Linked DNA regions of Pan troglodytes: region 1 is linked to region 2. A link is a contact called in public HiChIP or PLAC-seq data. All regions are on one chromosome and are shown on one strand. The core of a region is the stretch at or near the end of the contact, and the rest is flanking DNA. Distances in the headings are between cores, read along the strand shown.

Region 1 (3,859 bases), core at 492-2,991, 370 kb after region 2:
GGTGGAGGCTGCAGCGACCGAGAGCACGACACTATACTCCAGCCTGGGCAATAGACCAAGATTCTGTATCAGAAAAAAAAAAAAAAAAAATTGGCCGGGTGCGGTGGCTCACACCTGTAATTCCAGCACTTTGGGAGGCCGAGGCAGGTGGATCATCTGAGGTCAGGAGTTCAAGACCAGCCTGGCCAACATGGTGAAACCCCATCTCTACTAAAAAAAAAAAAAAAAAAAAAATACAAAAATTAGCCGGGCCTGGTGGTGTGTTCCTGTAGTCTCAGCTGCTCAGCAGGCTGAGGCAGAATTGCTTGAACCTAGGAGGTGGAGGTTGCAGTGAGCTGAGATCGCGCCACTGCACTCCAGCCTGGGTAATAAGAGTGGAAACTCCGTCTCAAAAAAAAAAAAAATTATATCCTCACCACATGCCCCCTACCATTGCTTTACAGATAAGGAAACCAATGCTCTGGGGGACTGGGTGGGTTGCCCAAGGGCATCTGATGAGAAAGTTGTAAAGATGAACAGAACAGGATTCCTGCTCTTGGGATGTCTTTGAAACAGGAGCCTCGTGAACTCCTAATTCATCTGTCCAGGTTTCACTCTGATACCCTTCTTGGGGGAAATCTTCCCTGCCTCCTCCACCCCGCAGAGTTCCTTAGTCTTGCACACAAGACGCTTCGTGACCCAGCCCCTGCTGTATCATCTTGTTACTCTCCTCTTCCAGTCACCTCAAGACCTGTGGTATCCCTGACCACAATACCTATACCTTCATGCCGTTGCATGTGCAATCCCTCTGCCTGTATCACCCTAATCCCACTACCCTCAGACTGCCTGAAAAACTCTGTTCCTTCAAAACCCCATTCAAGAGTCACTTCACCTGGAAAGCCATCCCTGAGCCTCCTCGGCAGGGTGGGGGATCCCCCTGAGGGCTCCCCGTAACACCCCACACACTCAACTTCTGCTAGGGCACACAAGTCACACGTGGTCGAAGTTAGGTCAATATGTGACGTATGAATGACTTGCCAGTAGCGTCCGTCGCCTGGGTTCAAGGGCATAGTTCGCTAATGACACGGGCCTGCTCTTCTCACTACTGTCCCCCAGCCCCGCAAGAGAGGGACGCAATAAATGGCCAGCAAATAATCTGCTGACAGACTGAGCTGCTGCGGAGTTCAAGACACACGGCTCCCAAAGGTCCACAGCGGGAGACCCTCGAGCTCCTACGACCCACCCTCTCCCGGGCAGGGCTCCCTCCCCGATCTGCAAACCGCCTTCTCCAAGCGCATGCCGGACAAAACCATCCTCCTCGCGGCAGAGACCCATCCCCCGCCCGGGCGGCCGCGCGCACCCGGCCCGCCGCGCTCGCGCAGTTTGAATCTCCCGCCTGCGCGGGCGCCGCGGTGCGGGCGTGAGAGGCGCGGCGGCGGAGGGGCCGCGCGGCCCTAGCTCCAGCGAGGCGGCGCCCTGCCGCCGCTGGAGCGCCCCGCGGGGCCGGGGAATCGCGAGCCCGCACCGCGCCTTCCTGCCTCCGGGCTTCACGTGGGGCCAGCGCCGCGCGACACGGGCGAGAGCGGGCAGCGACCTAGGCCCGCGTGGACCGGCCCGTGCTCCGGATGTGGCCGCTCCGCTTACCGCCCTCTGCCCGGACCCTCCGCGCGTCCCAGGCGAGACCTACCTTGGTGCACGTCGGCCACAAGGAACTCCGGCGCTCCCCGCCGGGCCGCGAACTGCCCCAGAGCATGCGCTCTGCAGGCCTCTGGCCCCGACCCGGGTGAGAAAGGAAAACAAAGAGCCCGGCGGCCCCTGGCGGCCATCCCAGGATCTGCATGTGGCGCGCTCCCGGGCTGGGGGAGCCCTTGGCCAGGCTGGCTCCCCTGGCCCGGTTCCAGTGGGCGTGTATTTTGGAAACCCCAAATCGGGACACGTGGACTAACAACCAGAAAGACTCCTTGAGTTCGGTCTGTTTAGGAAAATCTTGTGCGGTAGGGTCTGTACGGAGAAAAAAGATACTCATCTTCCCTACCCTCAAGAGGGCATGGAGAAGGTTGAAAAATCAGACTACCAACAACCACACAACGCTATGACAGGGATACCCAGAGGGGCATCTGACTCAGTCCGGGGCTTAAGAACAGCTTTCCAAGTTAAGTCTAGGGGGGCAGGACATCCTAGGAGAAGCGACGTTTGCAATGACAGGGAACCACGAGAACCCAGGGAGGTTGTGGGAAACTGCCAAGTAGATGGGAGTAGAGGGTGCCTGTGGGAGTGACAGATCATGGATACAGGGTCTTGTGTGTCTAAGGGGTCCAGCCTCTATCCTGAGGCAGTAGGGATATATGGGAATTTGGGCACGGGAATGGCATGATCAGATTTTTTTCCCCGTGAGTTAACATCAGATGGGTATGTGCCCATGTCTTAACAAGGTTTGAGGGAGGCACATCTCATATGCGTGTGAACACCCAGTCATCTTCTTATGAGCTACAAGAACATCCTAATATGATCAGATCTTATAGAACAAAATAGAGAATGGACTTGGGGAAAACGGGAGCCAAGTGGGGAGGAGCAAGAGGAATGAGAGAGACCAGATAAAATAGAAGGGTGTGAGTTGGGGTTGGGTTAGAGATGGAAAACAGGTACCAAGAAAAGACTGTCTCTTGTTAACACACCCATTCTTCAGGATGGATACAAACAGTTCTTCAGGATTTCAGGTGTTCCCTGAAACCCTTGCAAAGGACGTTTTCTCGATTTCATGTTGATTCAGACTCTGAGTCATTCTACGGCACCCAAAGTCTAGATGGACACTTTTGATGAGTTCTTACCAACTGAACTGAACTTTTTTTTTTTTTGAGACCGAGTCTTGCTCTTGTCACCCGGGCTGGAGTGCAATGGTGAGATCTCGGCTCACTGCAACCTCTGCCGCCCAGGTTCAAGCGATTCTCCTGCCTCAGCCTCCCAAATAGCTGGGATTACAGGTGCCTGCCACAAAGCCTGGCTAATTTTCGTATTTTTAGTAGAGACTGGGTTTCGCCATGTTGGCCAGGCTGAATTTCTTATATGCAGAGCCTGCCACAAAGCACTTCCCCGTCTTCAGGGTTTCTTACCTCTCCAAGTTTACCTCTGCCTCCATCATGGACTCCTCTTTTGGATGATGTACTGTGAAATTTCTCCAACTTTTAACCCTGGGATCTCTGATCTCTCTCTCTCTCTCTGCTGTCTTCCTCCAAGATCTTACACATTCATGTAGCTTCATGTAATAATAATAAGTGATTATTATTATTATTGCCTATTTTGTAAGACCCTTTATTTTGTTAACTACAGAAACATCCATGTCAGCTCATTTGTTCCTCACAAAAACCTCATGGCAGTTGGAAGATAAGAAAACTGAAGTTTAAAGAGGTAAAGCAAGTTTTCTGGGGTCTTCACACAAGTGGTGGAAGGAGACCTCAACTCTTTTTTTTTTTTGAGATGGGGTCTCACTCTGTTGCCCAGGCTGGAGTGCAGTGGTGCGATCTCGGCTCACTGCAGCCAGGTTCAAGCAATTCTCCTGCCTCAGCCTCCCGGGTAGCTGGGATTACAGGCGCCTGCCACCACACCCAGCTAATTTTTGTATTTTTAGTAGAGACAGGGTTTCACCATCTTGGCCAGGCTGGTCTTGAATTCCTGATCTCATGAGCCACCCACCTCATCCTCCCAAAGTGCTGGGATTACAGGCGTGAGCCTCCGCGCCCAGCCTTAATTTTTGTACTTTTAGTAGAGATGGGGTTTCTCCATGTTGGCCAGGCTGATCTCGAACTCCTGACCCGCCCAGGCTAGAGTGCAATGGCACGATTTCAGCTCACTGCAACCTCTCCCTCCTGGGTTCAAGCAATTC
Region 2 (3,805 bases), core at 1,293-3,792:
CCAGCCCTGGTCTAGGAGGTAGAGGGATGGGCCAATCAGGAGACAGCCAGTGTGGCCTCAATGAGTATCACCCATACACCCAGGCACTCCACCCATGCCCCATGTTGCTGAGACCTGGCAGGTGGTGCCTGGCTCTCCTATACATACAGCGGAAACCTCAGGGCTTCCCCACTCCATTCCCTTCTTAAAACACACTACTGGCCTGCTATCAGACCAGCTACCATTCTGGTCTGCATACACATTGCCTATTTGATGCTGCTTATGCCTGCAAGGTCCGGATTATTGACAAAGTACAAGCCTGGGACTCAGAGAGGTGAAGTGACTCATGCAGGATCACACAGCAGGAAAGTGGAAGGGTCAGGATTCAACCCAGTTCTGCTGTGTGCAGAGCCTACTGGGCACTGGATGTCCCCTTTCCTCCCTCCCTCTGCTCCCTTCAGCTTCTGGCTCCCTTTCTTCTCAAACCTCCTACCTCCTTGCGCAAAGTTTCTCCTGGCTTATAATTAATAATTCCCGGCCTGGCGCGGTGGCTCACGCCTGTAATCCCAGCACTCTGGGAGGCCGAGGTGGGTGGATCACGAGGTCAGGAGATCGAGACCATCCTGGCTAACACGGTGAAACCCCGTCTCTACTAAAAATACAAAAAATTAGCCGGGCGCGGTGGCGGGCGCCTGTAGTCCCAGCTACTCGGGAGGCTGAGGCAGGAGAATGGCGTGAATCCGGGAGGCGGAGCTTGCAGTGAGCCGAGATCGCGACACTGCACTCTAGCCTGGGCGACAGAGCGAGACTCCGTCTCAAAAGAAAAAAAAAGAAGAAATAATATTCCCACCTCACACCTGCTTTAACGCCTTATTTACAGTTATTTCCGAAGTGTCTGTCTGACACCCCGGAGAGCCTTCAAGGCAGGGAGTGTTCCCAGTAGGTGCTCCTTAGACTTGCGGGTCTGTCATTCTATCTCCACCCTCCTCCCCAACATGCAGAAGTCCCTTGAGCCTCCTCCTGCAGATCCCTTCCCCACCCAGCCTCTTGCCAAGACCATCCTCCAGGCCTGAAACTGGGTGGAGGTAGGGAGCTTGCTGAAGCTCCGGGGCGCGTGCCAGGGCTCTGGCCCCTCCCCAGCCCCTCCCGCTCTCCTTCAATAGCTGAGGACCTGACCCTGACGAGACACTAGGCAGCTCTCACAGGGACTCCCAGTTGCCCTAAGCCCAGCCCCAGCCAGGTTCTGTCCAAGCCTCCTCCTTCTGGAGGAAAGGGCTCCAGAGGCGGAGAAGGGGTCGTCCGTTCCCGGACCCAGGAGCTAAGGGTCCTAGAATCATCTTCCCCAACCCTCCTCTCTCCTCCCCACTCCTGGAGCGAGCTCGGGCTCGGGTTGGTCTGGACAGGTCCCTGCCTCCAACTAGCTGGAGAGGAGGGGTCCTGTCCCACCCTGAAGAGGTGGGGCCTGCCGGGAAGTGTAGGTGAGGGCGAGACAATTCTTGAGGAAAGACAGAGGACAGAGACAGGAAGAGACAGCAAAACAGAGACGACAGATGACAGATACAGGGAACCCAGAGATGAGAGGGAACCGGAGCCTGAACCGGACAGAGAGACCCGGGAGACCCAGACAGAGGGAAGTCCCCTAGACCAAGCCTGGCAGGGAGGGTGTGGGGCTGGCGCGGCGGCCGGGGGGGCCACCCTGGCGGGCACAGCCGGCGCCCCAGCTGGCGGGTCGGTCCCTGGGTCCGGAAACTCAAAGTCAGTTACGTAAGGGCCGGAGCGGGGCGCGGGGCTCCAGGCCCCGGAGCCCCCTCCGGCTGCGAGCCGCCAGCCCGCTCCAGCGCTGCTGCGGGCCCGGCAGGAGCATGCGGGGCCGGGCAAGGCGGGGCTAGGGGGCGGCCGGGGGCTGCGCCGACCTGCAGGGACTCTCCCGCGGACACCGAATGCAGGACCCCCGCCCCAGACAGCCAGGACCGGCCGGACCCGGACGTGTCTAGCTCCGGATCCGAGCTCCCGGACCCCCTCTCCAGACTCCCACGCCCCTCCCTGCACCCTGAACTTTAAGATGCCCAGACTCCTTTGGACCCCAAGTTCGGATTCTGGAATTCGGGACCGCTGGACCCCTCAGCCCTGGACCCTTCGACCCCGGTCTCGCCTCTCCCGGGACGGTCCGAGCCCTTGGGGGTAGGTTCTTCTGTCCCTCACCCCGTCCCTCCCGGGGACCGAGGGTCGCCCCCCAGGTGGTCCAGGCTCACCTGGGCTGGGTGCGGCGGGGACCGGGCCGACCGCGTTCTGGCTCCGCGCCGCTCTCGCCCTTTAAGAGGTTCCTGCCACTTTGCCCCGCCGGGGCCTCCACCTGCACTGACAGGGCAACTCCATCGTGAGGCCCCGCCCCGCCCGCTAGGCCCTCTGATTGGCGCAGGCAACTGCCGATCAGCGGGGCGGGGAGGGGGAGGCCCGGGCAGAGGAGTGCCAGAGTCGCAGTTGGGAAGGGGCGGGGGCTGCAGGTGTAGCCTCGTCCGGCGGGGACACTGAGCCGGGGGCTGCTTTGATAGACCCCAGAGGTCAGGGGAGGGAAGGGCAGGGAGTTCCTGGATTGACTGGTGTGACGTCATATGACAAAAGTGTGAAGCAATTTGACACGTGGTACTGCTCCTAAGGGTAATAGGTAGAGGGGTTGGTCAGAGGGGATCTAGGGAAGTGACCCTGAGGAGACTCACCTGGATCGCCTGTCCTACCACTTCGTCCGGCGTGACCCTGAACAAGTCACTTCTCTGGATCTGAATTTCGTCAACCATAAATCTTACAATGTTTTCCTGAGAATTAGCGATGTAAGTTAAATGTCAAGCATAGGTCTGGTACACAGTAGGCGTTCCGTAAAAGCGAGTTCTGGATCCTGTCGTGCCCGCCTTGCCACTCTTCTCAGTGACTTTTCCGCTCCTGATGGTCCACTCCATCAACGCTTCCATGGTCACTGGCCGAAGTCTCATCCCCTCCCTCCCATTTCAGGCCTAAGCTGGCTTACATATGCCCATGTCAGGAAGCTCACCACCCGGCAGAATGGCCTCTTTCATTTTAAAACTAACCCTGACACTTCAAAAGCTCTTCGTCACAGAATCATAGGATCATAGAATATTCCAGGCCAGAGCACCGTGGAAAACTAACCCTTTCTTTGGACAAATATGGCAAACTGAGGCTCGCTGAGGACAAAGGCCTTCCTCTGAATGTAGTGATCTTCCTACTAAATGGGGTAACTCGACTTCCTGTGTTCCAATCCCCAACGCTGCCACTTCCTAATTGAGTTACTTTGGGTGAGCTACTAACTCTCTCCAAGCCAGTTTCCTCCTCTGCAAAGTGGGGTTAATAAAAGTATTTTCCTCAAGGGTTGTGGCAAGAATTGAATGAAAGAATCCATGTCAAGTGCTAAGAACAGTGCCAGTCCCAGGGTAAGCATGCAATAAGCATTAGCATTTATTATAATTATTGATGTTATTGTTATATTGATACATAACTGAATTAAAAGTCATACATTGACTGACTCTCCCCCCCTCCAAATTCACTGAGGACTTCTCTGAATCAGGTCCTGTTTGAGGCTTCAGGGCCCTGGTTCCTGCCTTCAAGGAGCCCATAGTCTAGCAGAGGAGGGTCAGACTGAGCCCTTTGACTGGGGAGATGTTTTCTGATGGAGGGAGGTGGGCTCCAAGGGACTAGAGAAATGTTGGATCCTTCGACCAGAAATCAGGACACTTGAGACCCTTTCAGTCTCTATCCCTGTGAATCCCCTGGGGAAGCCTGGCGCGCGAGCACACACACACACACACACACACAC

The links. HiChIP or PLAC-seq counts read pairs in DNA pulled down with a chosen protein or histone mark.
Region 1: an H3K4me3 HiChIP or PLAC-seq map of stem cell-derived excitatory neurons shows a contact between it and region 2, with 6 times the contacts expected there. The contact joins the promoter of RCC1 here to the promoter of EPB41 in region 2. A contact is called at or near these places in 1 of 7 Hi-C or Micro-C datasets (stem cell-derived neural progenitor cells) and 1 of 1 datasets of contacts at active chromatin or transcription factors (stem cell-derived excitatory neurons).

The regions. Positions count from the first base shown.
Region 1 is chr1:202,465,207-202,469,065 of NHGRI_mPanTro3-v2.0_pri, forward strand. RCC1 (regulator of chromosome condensation 1) reads right to left here and starts at 1,742. Exons shown (of 10, transcript NM_001205205.3): 1 at 1,667-1,742. It overlaps LOC112207533 (small nucleolar RNA U13), which reads right to left and starts at 2,478; the gene lies at 2,379-2,478.
Region 2 is chr1:202,092,047-202,095,851 of NHGRI_mPanTro3-v2.0_pri, forward strand. It overlaps EPB41 (erythrocyte membrane protein band 4.1), which reads right to left and starts at 2,543. Exons shown (of 21, transcript XM_063783718.1): 1 at 2,232-2,543.